Linked DNA regions of Mus musculus: region 1 is linked to region 2. Evidence: chromatin contacts called from public Micro-C data. All regions are on one chromosome and are shown on one strand. The core of a region is the stretch at or near the end of the contact, and the rest is flanking DNA. Distances in the headings are between cores, read along the strand shown. Region 1 has its middle 16 kb from the start of Gm12927. Region 2 overlaps Slc2a1 (solute carrier family 2 (facilitated glucose transporter), member 1).

Region 1 (6,782 bases), core at 37-2,536, 150 kb before region 2:
AGGTCACAAACCTAAAACAGCTGCAAGTCTTTATCAAAACCCATTCCCACCAGGCATGGTGGCACAAGCCTTTAATCCCAGCACTTGGGAGGCAGAGGCAGGCCAGTTTCTGAGTTCAAGGCTAGCCTGGTCTACAGAGTGAGTTCCAGGACAGACAGGGCTACACAGAGAAAAACCCTGTCTCGAAACTCCCCCCCCCCCCAAAAAAAAAAAAAAAAAAAAAAAAAAAAAACAAACACAAACCATTCCCAGTGATCTCCTAATTCCCAGAGAGCCAACTGGTGACCCAGGTATTAAACAAGTGCCCCATGAGGGCCACTTTTATTAAAATCACTACTGTCTTTCAGAAGTCCTAGTCTTTTATCACATTCTCCATATCCAATTGGTGTAATTTCCGTGGACTTTAACAGAAACAGCACACAGCCACCCCAGACTGTGCCCAGGCCTCCACTGACACACAAAGCAGGAGCCGTCTGTGTAAGCTGTCTGCTGCATGTTTTCCACATTAGTGCAAGGGACCTACCAAGTTCTGGTGGAGTGCCCAGGACACAGGCAGGAGGGTCTCTTATGAGGCCAGGCTGATCTACATAGCTCTAGACTAGCCAGGACTACATAGACCCTGCCTCAAAAAGAACCAAAGCTAGCTAGTCTAGAAATACAAGATCTCAGTCAGTGTTCTACAGACTCACTGTGCTCTATTCTATTCCTGTGTCCACTGTTTGTTCCAGTTTCCTTTTCCTGGAACATGTGAGGCACTATCCCCACCACAAGGCGTTTCCTCTTGGCTGTAACTGTTCCTGCAGATAACCAAATGTCTTTCTCCTCCCGGTTCTTAAAAGACCATGGTTTAGGAAGACATTTCTAATGTGTTTAGATGCAGCATCCTCTCTCTGTGTACAAGTTCTCATGCTCTTCTGGATTCCTGCTCTAATTCAGCTTGTTCCTAACACAGCCTATCAGCATCTACTACTTGATTTTGCTGTCTGTTTGCTGTCTGTCCCTGATAGACCGGAAGCTCCTTAGGGGGAGGGGGTCTTATGGCTTGCTTGAGTTCAGAACAAAATAATTGAACCTGTTACTTACTTTGAATAATAACCTAGAGTAGGTTTGGAAGTGGGGTGAAGTGACGGCCATAGCTTAGCTAGACGGGAAGAAGAGCAATGTTATTGCAGGTTAGACTGCTGTTACATCATGCCATAAATTGGGTAGGTGCCTTAAGCAGCACTTCTGAAGGTTAGCAAGTCCAAGATGAATGTAAGCCTTGTGATAGGGCTTACAGTCATAAGAATGGTTACCTTCCTGCTCTGTCCACAGGACAGAGGAACCACTCCCACTTTGAGGGCCCTACCCTTATGACCTCATCCAAATTGAATGGCTTCCTGCCATGGCTTAGATCTGGAATATACCCAAAAGTCTCATTGACAGCTCTGTTGCCATTAGCACTATTGGGAAGGAGGGATGCCTAGCTGAAGGTCTCTTTACCAAGGGACATTCCTTCAGAGAAGGGTGTATGCCTCTTTTCTGTCTTGGACCATGAGGCAAAACGACTTTGCTCTGCCATAATTCCTCTAATATGTCAAGACTGCCTCACCACAGGCCCAGAAGTAAGAGGAAGAGGGGCAAAATAAATGGTCATGAACAAAACCCTGAAACACTAAACTTCCTTAAGTGGGTTGTCTGAGGACTGACCTGGAGATAGTGCTCAGCATTGAATTGAATCTGTCTTGTGCTTGCATGCAGCTAAGTGAAGCAAGCACTCTACCAGTCGGGTTCAGGATTTGATTACTGAAAGTTCATGTGCCTCCCCAGCATCACCACGGGCTCTTGCAATGGCAGCTGGGGCTTCAACATGAATGGGCTGAGGGGTCACCCTGACAGTTTACCTACTGCATGGTATAGTTGGCACATTAACCAAGTAAGAGCCTCCTGAAAGTGAAAGTGGATTAGTTACACTGGAGTGAGATTTATGTTACATGCTGGCCTCGAACTCAGATCCTTCTGGCTCGTCACCCATTTTGTGACAGTAAGATGAAGAACCTGAGCTTGTTCTGTCAGTGCCTTAATTAATATTAATTCTGAAATGAGGTAACTTGAATGCTGAACTGAGATGCCGTGGCAGGCCTCTTGGCTAGTGACCCAGTAGACATGTGAAATTTGCTTTATTCAACTCTTGTAGCTAGAGTTAGTCCTATGACCTAGAAAACTTAGTAAGACATTGGAATGGAAAATAATGGCAATACGATAAATAATGGTCACATAAAAGCCTCTGCTTCCTCTCTCAGAGGGCCCTGGCTGTCCTGAAACTTGGCTCTGTAGACCAGGCTGGGATTAAAGGCATGTGTTACCACTGCCTGACAACTTTCTGTTTTTGTTTACATTTATTTTATATATATGAGTACAGTGCAGCTGTCTTCAGACATACCAGAAGAGGCCATTGGATCCTGTTACAGGTGGTTGTGAGCCACCATGTGGTTGCTAGGAATTGAACTCAGAACCTCTGGAAGAGCAGTCAGTGCTCTTAACCACCGAGTCATCTCTGTAGCTCAACTTTTTGGTTTTTTTATGAAACTCATACAGACCAGGCTAGTTTCAAACCTGTCTGCTGCTACCTTCTGAGTGCTGGAAGCTATGTCACTATCCCCACGTATGTGTTGTATGTGTGGTGCTTGGTACCAAACTGAGGGCCATGGATGTGCTAACAAGTGTTCCATCACCAAGCTACATCCGTAGTACTTGGCTTTTTGAGACTGAGTGACCCTATGTGGCAGGAACTGGCCTCAGCCTTCAGTCAATCCTCTGTCTTACAGACTACCATTATGTCTGCGCCACTGTCCAGCTCTGAAACACCTATTTCTGGGGTATTTTTGTTTTGGGGTGTTTTTGTTTTGTTTTTTTGTTTTTGTTTTTTTGGAAACAGGATTTCTGTGCAGCCCTGGCTGTCCTGGAACTCACTTTATAGACCAGGCTGGCCTCGAACTCAGAAATCCGCCTGCCTCTGCCTCCCAAGTACTGGGATTAAAGGCATGTGCCACCACTGCCCGGCATATTTCTAGGGTGTTTGTTTGTTTGTTTGTTTGTTTGTTTTGAGACAGGATTTCTCTGTAAAATGCCTTGCCTGTCCTAGAACTGACAGAGATCTGCCTGGCTCTGTCCTGAGTGCCAGGACTAAAGGTGTGCATTACCAGTACCCAGTTTTTTTTTTCTTTAGTTACTTAAAGTCGTGAAAGACTTGCTAGAGTTAATGATACCTAACAAAATGACAAAAATACAGAGCCGGGGGATGCCCACTCCAGTCAATCCCAGCACTGGGGAGGCAGAGGCAGGCTGATTCCTGGTCTACAGATGGAATTCTATATCAGCTAGGGCTATGCAAAGAGATTCCGATCTCCCTTATGAACTATAGAGATAGTTTACAAGAGAATGTGGACTTCTGACTACAGGAGACATAAATGAGGAAGAAGTCCAGTTCTTTGCCACATTGTCTGGGACCCAGGCTACCTAAGTGAGCCCGTGCTGATAGCTGCTTGGTGATATTTTTAAGGTAGACTTCTTCTTAGACTTGTTCTCCGACAGTAACCGCCCCAAGAACTCATGGTGGCCTTGCCAGACTTTCCCTAGACTACCTGGTGGTATTCTAGAACCTGTTGTATTCTCTCTGCTGTGGAAAAATGCCTGGCAAGGGGAGCAGCTGAGCTGCCCCGTTTTTGCTGGCAGCGTGAGGGCACAGGCCTATAATGTACAAGCAGGAACTTGAGGCAGCTGTTCCTGTCACATCCTGTGTGAGGAGCCTAAGGCAGACAACTGCACTGCTTGCTTTTTTTCCGATTTGATTTTCTTTAGCATGGCAGTGTGAATGAACAATGTTCCCTGTGATCTCAGATACTTACACACTTAGTACCCAGTTAATGGTACTGTTTGGGGAGAATTAGGATATGGTCTCATTTGTAAATTCCCATGGCTGTGGTGTTTTATCAACAGCATAAGAAGAGTACAGACTGGGACCCCAGCCCGTAGAATGGCTTTCCCCCAATTAGGGTGTGTGTGTGTGTGTGTGTGTGTGTAGCATACATGTATATGCATGTAAATTTGTGGGGCCCGCATGTGTAGACCAGAGCAGAATATTGAGTGTCTTATCATGGTGTGCCTCGACTGCCTTGGGCCAGAGCCTCACCAGACTAGAAGTCCATCACTCAAGGACAGGCTATCTAGCCAAGAAGCTCCCAGGATCTGCCCATTTCTACCTCCCAGTGATGGATTCTCAGGTATGCAGTGATGCTGGCTTTTAACACATGTTGGGATTTCACCTGATAATTACAGAACTGATGCTCTTGACCACTGGGTGTCTCCTCAGCCTACAGTGGGTTTTCACTCAATGAGTCCAGGCTAGAAACTCCTTGGGGGGGGGGGGGGGGGTTGACTCAGTAATTAGGAATACTGGTTTATCTTCCTGAGGACCCAGGTTCAATTCCCAGCACCTACATGGTTGCTCACAAGTGTCTGTGACTCCTCTTGCAGGGTGTGATGGTTTGTATATCCTTGGACCAGGGAGTGGTATCATCTGAAGGTGTGGCCTTGTTGGAATAGGTGTGACCTGGTTGGAATGGGTGTGTCACTGTGGGTATGGGCCTCACCCTAGTTGCCTGGAAGTCAGTCTTCCACTAGCAGCCTTTGGATGAAGACATAGAACTCTCAGCTCTACCTGCGCCATGCCTGCCTGGATTCTGCCATGCTCCCACCTTGATGATAATGGACTGAACCTCTGAATCTGTAAGCCAGCCCCAATTAAATGTTGTTTTATTAAGACTTGCCTTGGTCATGGTGTCTGTTCACAGCAGTAAAACCCTAACTAAGACTCGGGATCTGCCATGTGCACATACTCTCTCACCCACAAACACACACACACTGATTCCATTACAGATGGTTGTGAGCCACCATGTGGTTGCTGAGAATTGAACTCAGGACCCTGGGAAGAACAGTCAGTGCTCTTAACCTCTAAGCCATCTCTCCAGTCTCAGGTTGACAATATTAATGTCACAGATAATTCACTTACATTTTTACTCAACAAACTGTTGGGCTCTGTCCTTGCTCCTCCATTTTCTTTGACAAACATTTCCTTAGTAAAATTCTCACATCTAGTCCTTGAGGGCTTATTGCTTGGAGTACCCAGACACCAAGGGAGACAGAGTGAGGAAACGAGGGGCTGGGCATAGGTTAGGTGTGGTGATGCATGCCTGCAGTTCTGGCACCGGGGAGGTAGAAGCAGAGAACTGAGAATGTCCCTGGCTACAGTAGGTCATTGCCAGCTCGGTCTTTATGAGACTTTGTCTGAAAAGGAAGATGAGAGACTCCTGGGACAATCAGTAGGAGCGGACAGAATCTGAACACTCAGAACTACATAGCACTGAGAATCGGCTCCTGTTATAGAAATGAAGATGCCGTGAGTCTGAAGTGCTGCGACTTTATGACGTTACATGTAACCCCCAAGGGGACTGCCAGAAATAGATATAAAATACACACAGAAATCGTGGTCTTTAATGTTTTACTGTGAAAACGATTAAACATATAAAAGAAGGCAATGTAAGGCTTTAAGGTACATAGAAAACGTTTAAGTACCCTCATCAGCAAGTACTGAAGTTTCCAATCATGTGACAATTTAATAACGAATAAAATCAGTGATCCAGTTACATGCTAGCTGCAGCAGACTGAGATTTTGAGACAAAAGTGAGGGAAAGGGTGAAAACATTCCACACAGACACTTCACTGGGTGAGAGTCAGCGTGGGGTGGGTGGGTGGGTGGCACCAAGTTGATACCTGCTGTCTCAGACCTTGTGTTTGGGGTGTGTTTGTTTTCTCTCTGAGACAAGGTAGTCCACTGAACACAGAGCTGCTGCTTCAGCAGTACTGGCTGGCCAGCAATCTCTAAGGACCTCCTGTCCCCACCTCCCCAGTGTCAGAATCACAGGCACACTGTCCCCTTGGGTTTTTCTGTGGTGATGAAGTCCCAGGTCCTCTGGCTTCTGCAATGGGCACTTTTGGTCCCTGAGCCTCATCCCCAGCCGGACTTGCTTTATTAATCAAGCAAAAAAGAGGCTGGGCAGTGGTGGTGCACACCTTTAGTTCCAGCACTTGGGAGGCAGAGGCAGGCAGATTTCTGAGTCTGAGGCCAGCCTGGTCTACAGAGTGAGTTCCAGGACAGCCAGGGCTGCACAGAGAAACCCTGTCTCGAAAACCAAAAACCAAACAACAACAACAAAAAATCAAGCAAAAAGAAACTTTAAATCAAGTTTATGGTGGAACTGAGGAGATGGCTCAGTGGGTAAAAGCCATGCAAGCTTGATGCTCAGAGCCCATATTAGAGCCAGAAGTGGTTGCACATGTTAATTTTATGTGGGTGGCTGATCTGCTTATACCACTGTGTATCTGTGCACAGGCCAGAAGAGGGTGTCTGGAGCCCTGGAGATGCAGATGGCTATGAACATGGCTGTGTAGGTGCTAGGAATCAAACCCAGGTCCTCTGGGAGAGCAGCCAGTGCTTCCCATCCTCCAGTTGTCATGCTTTAAGTTATGTGTGGGTGTGTGCAGGTGCCTTGGAGGCCAGAGGTATCAGATACCCTGGCAGCCGGAATTGTCGGTGGTTGAGAGATCTCTTCAGCCTCCTAAGATAGCTCTTAGTGTGTCTTTTCTGATCATCACACTGTAAAGTTGTAAAAATCGCAAGTTTGTGGAAATTAACACAAATGAGGGGGGGGGAGCACGGTGCTCAGTACTAATGATGGAACCCA
Region 2 (6,714 bases), core at 3,809-6,308:
CCACACCTGAGAGTCAGCTATGAACCCAGGGCCAGATGTTGCAGGTGGGGCTGGACAGTCCCACCCGCTGCATCTCCAGAGCCCCCTCTGAAACCTAAAGGAAGAGGCTCAGGTTAAAGCTGAGAGCAGCAGCAGCAGTGAAGGATGCTTCAGAGTCTAGAATTGGTCTTCTTCCTCACCAAGGACAGGCCTCTCTGCCCTGGCTAGTGGGTCCCTTCCCTGCTCTACAGCCTGGAGGGGCTTCTCACACAGACACAGAGAGAGCTTCACCTCACTGTGGCAGCCCAGCAGCCAGGGCCACCTCAGCCCTCAGGATGAAGAGTTTCTTCAGCAGCACTCTGACTCATATCCTCTGGGCAGACAGTAACACCCACATCTCAGACTGCTCTTTCCTTCTATTTGATCACCTTTCAGGGAATGCAGTTCCCCTCTGGGAAGTTCCCCTGGCCAGCACCCCTCCTCCATCAAAGTATGTCTACAGTGCCTGCGGTCACACTGGCTGCTGGCATCCTACTACTGAATACAGGACAGCCCATCACAATAAATACCAAAGGGCTGTCCAGTGCAAAGTACCCGTGGTGCTAAGGTTGAAAAACATCATTAGGGCCAACTGCCACCTCTGCCCTACTGTGCCCGTCCATGTTTCTATTGCGGTCTTTGAACAGCTGACTAGAAGACACTATGATCAAGAGCAGACTTCAACATGGTCTGATTTGAGTGTCACTGCTGCTGGGTGCAGGGAACAAGGGGGGGCTTGCAATGACGGGCTGTGACGGCGTGAGGAATTGCGTAACTATTGTGTGGGAAGTTCTTGAGATAGATCTGTACATGACCGGACTTGACTCAGCTCTGAGCTCAGCACAGTGGGAGTGGGCCAGCAGTGCAACAAGTGTGAGCAAGGGTCCAGGGACAGAAGTAGGGGAAGAAAGAAAGGAGAGGGAGAGGGAAGGAGAGGGAGAGGCAGGGAGAGGGAAGGACACGAGGGAGAGGGAGGGGAAGGGGGACAGTAAGAGGGAGAGAGAGGGGAAGAAGAGAAAGAGAAAGAGAAAATCCACCCCCATTGCTCAGTGCCTGTCTCCCAAAGGTTGAGCACAGAGCATACAACAGAACCAGACCCCCTGGATTTAAACTCCAGCTCTGCTCTGTGCTAGCTGTGTGTCCTTGGTGTAGTTTCATCACATCTCTGTGCTTCTTTCTTACAAAATGGAGGTTATGGGGCCTACTTAGCGAGGTTATCATGAGAACAACTGAAGGACCACCTTTAAGGCACTTAGAATACCTAGAGGAGAAAAAGAAAGCTGTAAGGGTTTGTGTGGTGGACAGCACTATGGCTGTTGGCATCCCCAGAGAGATAAGAGGCTGGTCTCGAGCTTAGAGTAGCTCAGCCCCAGAGGTGCTGGGCTAGGGGTGGGAGGCAGGTTCTCAACTGAGGTTATTTCTGTCACTGGCCAGGCCAGGTCACTTAGGGCAAGGCCTCACTTCCTCTGCACACCAGGATCCTCCCTTGTCAAATAAGAAGGGCTGAGCTAACATCAGGCTCCTCCCAGCAGCCTCTGGGTTCCAGAAATGCCTTTCTCCAGGGTGCTTGGTCCTACCCCTCATCAAGTGTAGGTCAGCCCAGGGTGGTATTTGGGTGTCACTGTCACTTGCTGCCTCCCAGTGGCCAGGCTCCCCTATTCCTCCCCTCCCACCCCAGCTCAGCCCTTCACTTGCCAGCCAACCTTGCTTTCCTCAGCCACGAAAGAAAGACAGTCTAGTCTGTGTGCCAGGTTTACAAGGTGCAGGGAGAGGAGGTAATTTGAGGGCAGGTGCAATATAAACATTTAAGATAATATCATGATTAATTACCGCTTCCGGCAGAAGCCTTTCAGGCCTGTTTTATGGCAAAGAACAAATTCCCAGTGAATGTCTTCTCACTGTGGGCAAAGCTGCTTTGAGAGATGGGCCACCTAGCCTCACTCCCTCAGAGAAGTACTCAGAACAGACAAAAGTACCCAGTGTGGATAGACAGAGTCCACATCAGAGAGCCCCTTCCATGACACTTTTTGCCTAGGCATCTGACCTCCTTGCTGCGGGATCACTCTCCCCCTCCAGGTATGAATGGGCTGCCAAATCCTCATGTCTTTCTGCTGCTGCCCTCCCCTAACCCTCTGCTCTTTTCAAATCGGTTCGACCGGCTGGGGAACACAAATATTTGTAAGAGAACTGCATCTGTACTGACCACGGACAAACTGTTTTGTCTTTAATCCCTAAACAATGCAGCAAGTCCAGCAACTTCTGACCACAGGGCTTCCCTGGTCTCTGATGCAGGTGATGTGGGAAGACACAGTGTGAGGAGGGCTGTGCACGGGCTCGGGCAGCGCTGTGCTACATTCCCTGTGAGGTCTTGACTGTCCAGATTTCAGTACACATGGGGGATGTGAGGGTCCTGAACCGACCCATCACAGATTCCCACCCACTCTCCTCCTAGAAGTCTCCCCCACCATCCCCTCTAGATGGGGTGACCTTAGGAGACTGTGTTGAGTTCGCAGCCCTATCTCCTTGCTGCAGAGGGCGGGGTCTGACAGGCGGGATGCTGGGTAAGTAAGTGCTTGTTGGTTGCCAATGCTGGCAGAATTGAATGGCGCCTTCCTTGGGCAATGGGTCCACTCTGCACTATACTAGCTGGGTCGCATGTCCATGTCCTACCCTTGCTACTTTCATCCTCTCCTCATGATAAATGGAAAAACCCAGCCAGGCTTGTGAGAAGTGTCTGCAAAGCGCAGAAATGGACAGACTAACACCGCTGCGTTTGGCTCAGGAATGTCACTCCATCACGGTCATTCTCAAGTCTGGCTCCTGTCCTTTTGGACAGGTCTCTTATGAGTATTGAGAGAATGGCTGCTCTCATACATGCAACTCACTCGTTTACCTGTCCTCAGACACAGCGAGCAGCAGGTCTGGCCACCTTCACCCCAGCACTGGCCTCCCACCGTTTCTTACTAGCTAGGAAGTCTCCACATCAGACAAACCCATTCCAGCTTTGCTTGCCCCCACCTCCTACCCCCCAGTCTCCCAGGCTCCTGCCCAACAGCTGCCTCCTAAGGACTGCCTAACCTACCTCCTTAGCTTTCTCCTCTCCTCTACTGATGCCTTACAACATGTTTCTAAAAGGAATCTGGAATGATAATAATAATATAAAAAATCCCAACACAAACAGCAACCTTAGGCAAGCCATCCAGCCATTAGGACTTCTCTCTTCTCTACCTACCAAGTCTACTCTCTCTCCCTTCCTCTCTTCAAACTAATGCAAGGAGACATCTTCACACACTGCACATCTAACTGCTCTTTGCAGCCACAAAGCCACCACTGCTATTTCAGCAGTCCAGTTTAGACTGGGTCTCTGCTCCTTTACTGGAGTGTGAGCCTATTACTATGACAAGCACTGCCCTTACAAGGACAGTGGAGAACAAGCTTGACAAAGACCCTCATCCTTCAAGACCTCAGATCTTCCCTCCACCTTGTGAAGTTGCCGTTTCTGGGTCCTATATTCTATACTAGCATTTTGGAAACAGGGTCTTATGTAGACCACACTGGCCTCAGACTTGCTATGTAGCCAAGGTCTTATGTAGAACTCTGGAGCCTCCTGCCTCCACTTCTTACATCTCCACGGGGATTCTAGGTGTACAGCACCATGCCCTGCACTCCTGTTTGGTTTTAGATGTCAGCTTCTCTTCCTAGGGTCCTTTCCATCTGTCACTGGGGATGTCCAAGAGCTGACCTTTGCTCTCTTTACATCACAGATCTTCCCCCATGCCCACCCAGATAGCAGTGACCATCATTCACTCACTCTTCAGCCTGTGAACAAGAAACCACTCAGATCCTCGAGGTGGCCAACAACCTCGTGCCTATAAACTAATTCCTGATACCTTACACCTACAGACTAACTAACTCCTGCCGCCTTGCACCTACTAGCTGCTCCCCTGAACCAGACATGTAAAAGCCATTTTTGAACCCTTTTCCCTCATGTCCCCATACTGAACTTTGACTAAATTACACTTATTTGTGTATGGGGGAGGATACATGTGTATTCTGGCATGTATGTGGTGATCAGAGGACAACTTGTAGGGATCTCTGTTCTTGTCTTCTGCCATGTGGGTCCTGGGAACTAAACTCAGGTTGTCAGGCTTGGTGGCAGGCACCTCAGATTCTGGTCCATCTCTCCAGCAGGCAGCATTTGTTCTTATGGCATTAGTCTGAGTGTCTGACCCCAGCTTACACTCTCAGATCCATCTACTCCAGGTGCATTAATATTTCCAAAGATGCAGATCTGACCAGATCTAACCTCCTCCACAGGCTCAAAGGTCCTCATGATACCCCCTCCCCCCACCTACCCATCTGGCTATGCCAGGACAAGATAGGGGCTGGCTATGCTGTAGATCCAAGATGCTCATGCAAGGACTATAGCGGACCAGTTCTGGCTTGCTGTGAACTCCCAACTTCTCTTCTCCCCCAGCCTACCTTCCTGACATGCCACAATACTCATCCTTCACAGAGGATGTGGCTCTCTGCAATCTGGGCATCTTACTGACTCCCCTGCAGGCCCCCCTGCCCTGCCTTGCCTTTAGAGCATTAGCTGTCTAATTAGCTGTCATTAGCTCACTGTGACCTCAGTTACGACAGGGCCTGACCCACCGCTTGTCAGCTCCGGCTACCCTCAGAAATAGTTAAGGAGCTTGCTTGGCATCCCAAACCAGAACCTGGGTGGTCCAGGGACCCTCAATGTGCAGCAAGCCCATCTCCCTACTTTTTCCCATCTTGTTGTATAGACTTTACATCTGCAGATTCCCCCAAAACAGCTGGCTGCAAAGGACACACTTAGGTGGGAGCTGTCTAAGCACTTAGTAAAAACAAGGTTTGGGATTTGTTCCAAGCATGGGCTCACAGTTGCCATGTTAGATCCTGGAAAAATCCCATCAGGGCTGCTGCAGCTCAGCATGACTCAGCAGCCAAGCCTTCCTAGGGACTTGCTCCCCAGCATCGGGCGTGGCCCCTACAGCCAAGCTCCGCCTACTTGGAAGAAGCCCAGCTCTGATTCTAGTCTGGTGCCCTGGTCCCGAGAGAGGCACTCTCACACTCACTGTCTAGCCTCCTCAGCCTGGGTAGTGAGCATGTCTGACAGGAGGGCTGACTACCTCTACTCCATGAGCCCTGTGAAAGTGGGAATTGTTAAAGGACAAGAGAGTGGGTCAGGAAAGGAAGGCAGCCTGAGGCTATGGAAACAAAGAGCTTGGCTGAGATGCCACCATTCACCAGTACATGACCTTACCCACAGGTCATTTCATCAGCCTGAGTCTGTAAAATAGAACTCACCACCAACGTCATAAACACACGTAAGATGCCCAGTGTAAAGGAGGCGCTGCGACAGCCTCCAGGTCTGTCCCTCACCTGTGTTCCTCTTCTCTCAGAACAAGGAGGTGAATGCCACAGTCATTTCCAGTCTAAACACCCAGAGAGAACACAAGTGGGGGCAGATCTGAGGTGTGCAATGGGGAGAAGGAAGCCAGGCCGAGCTCCTGCAGCACCTCAGGGTGAGATGCCATGTTTACTTAAATTGACCTGGGACCTCCAGGGACAGGAAGCCGTTACAGTCTGGAACTGGACTATGCTGTAAGTGGCTGGCGTGTGAGAACATAAAAACTGCACGACAGGGTGGCACTGGGGAAGGCTCCTCTTCTCTGACCATTTCCCCCACTGCCTGCCCACTTGCCCAGCAACAGATGTGGAGCTTTCAGGAGCCCCAAATACTATATAAATGAAATTCCACTATACTGATCAGTGTAAATGTCTGTGCTGTTTGGGAAACAGTCAAGACAGCCTACCACAGTAGCACCATTCTATGGCCCTGGGATTCTAGAATTCCAGCTGGGAGGGAAGATGGTCAGTTGATGTCAATGATGGACACCGAGGTGGCACCATGAATGTGTGTGGGTGATGGTATATATGGGGAGTGGCATAGCACACTTACCTTCTGGGGGGCGTTGATGACACCAGTGTTATAGCCGAACTGCAGTGATCCGAGCACTGCTCCTCCCACAGCCAACATGAGGCGGCCCGTCACCTTCTGCAGGAAGAAACCACAGGGTTACAGGCATGTCTGGGCCCAGAGTACTACAGAGCAAAGTCAATGCTGGCAGGTTCCCATGTTCAGATATGCCTCGCCTGACTCCTGGCAACACATTTGTCCTTCTCCCAGGAAACCTGGCTACTTCCTGGCCTCAGGTGCCCAAACCTGCCCAGCTGACTTCTAGACTTCTCTGAGGAGAGAGAGCAATCAGGTTTTTCTTTATGCAGTTAGAGAGCCTTTGGCTTTCCAAGGTCTCACTACCCAGGTAGGAGTGATACTTACATTTCAGGTAGCCCCACATTGTGGGAGGAAGAGGAACCAACCTTCCCTCCCTCACCAGGAAGGCCAAACTGAATGAAAGGGACAGTGCAGATGGGGAAGAAAGGCTCTGGATTCAAAGCCAAGGGCAATGGCCTGAGTCTAGCCAATAGGAATTCTTGCAGGCTAGCTGGGTTTCCCTGCCCCACTGCCTCCCTACCCTCCATGTGCCTATCTGCAAAATGGGAACAGTCACATTGTTCAGCACTGGAGACATGACCCTGCCCTTCTCTAGCCTTCCTACCCTTCACTGGGGAGAAAACAAAAGTTCTTGAGAGCTCAGAGCAAGA

What was found. A called contact is a pair of places that touch in the nucleus more often than the background predicts.
Region 1: a Micro-C map of embryonic stem cells shows a contact between it and region 2, with 2.3 times the contacts expected there. The contact joins two enhancer-like sites. A contact is called at or near these places in 1 of 39 promoter capture datasets (cranial neural crest), 2 of 484 Hi-C or Micro-C datasets (both in embryonic stem cells) and 2 of 115 datasets of contacts at active chromatin or transcription factors (embryonic stem cells and epiblast stem cells).

Annotation. Positions count from the first base shown.
Region 1 is chr4:119,269,380-119,276,161 of GRCm38.p6, reverse strand. No RefSeq gene overlaps it. Among named protein-coding and RNA genes, the nearest start is that of Gm12927, 16 kb to the right of the region's middle. Within about 2 kb of position 1,286, at least 57 of the 459 cell types and tissues checked have an H3K27ac peak or open chromatin away from gene starts, as enhancers often do. A contact at or near this core is called in embryonic stem cells, where this site is marked.
Region 2 is chr4:119,119,780-119,126,493 of GRCm38.p6, reverse strand. It overlaps Slc2a1 (solute carrier family 2 (facilitated glucose transporter), member 1), which reads right to left. Exons shown (of 10, transcript NM_011400.3): 2 at 6,008-6,103. Among named protein-coding and RNA genes, the nearest start is that of Gm12867, 9.0 kb to the left of the region's middle. Within about 2 kb of position 5,058, at least 144 of the 459 cell types and tissues checked have an H3K27ac peak or open chromatin away from gene starts, as enhancers often do. A contact at or near this core is called in embryonic stem cells, where this site is marked.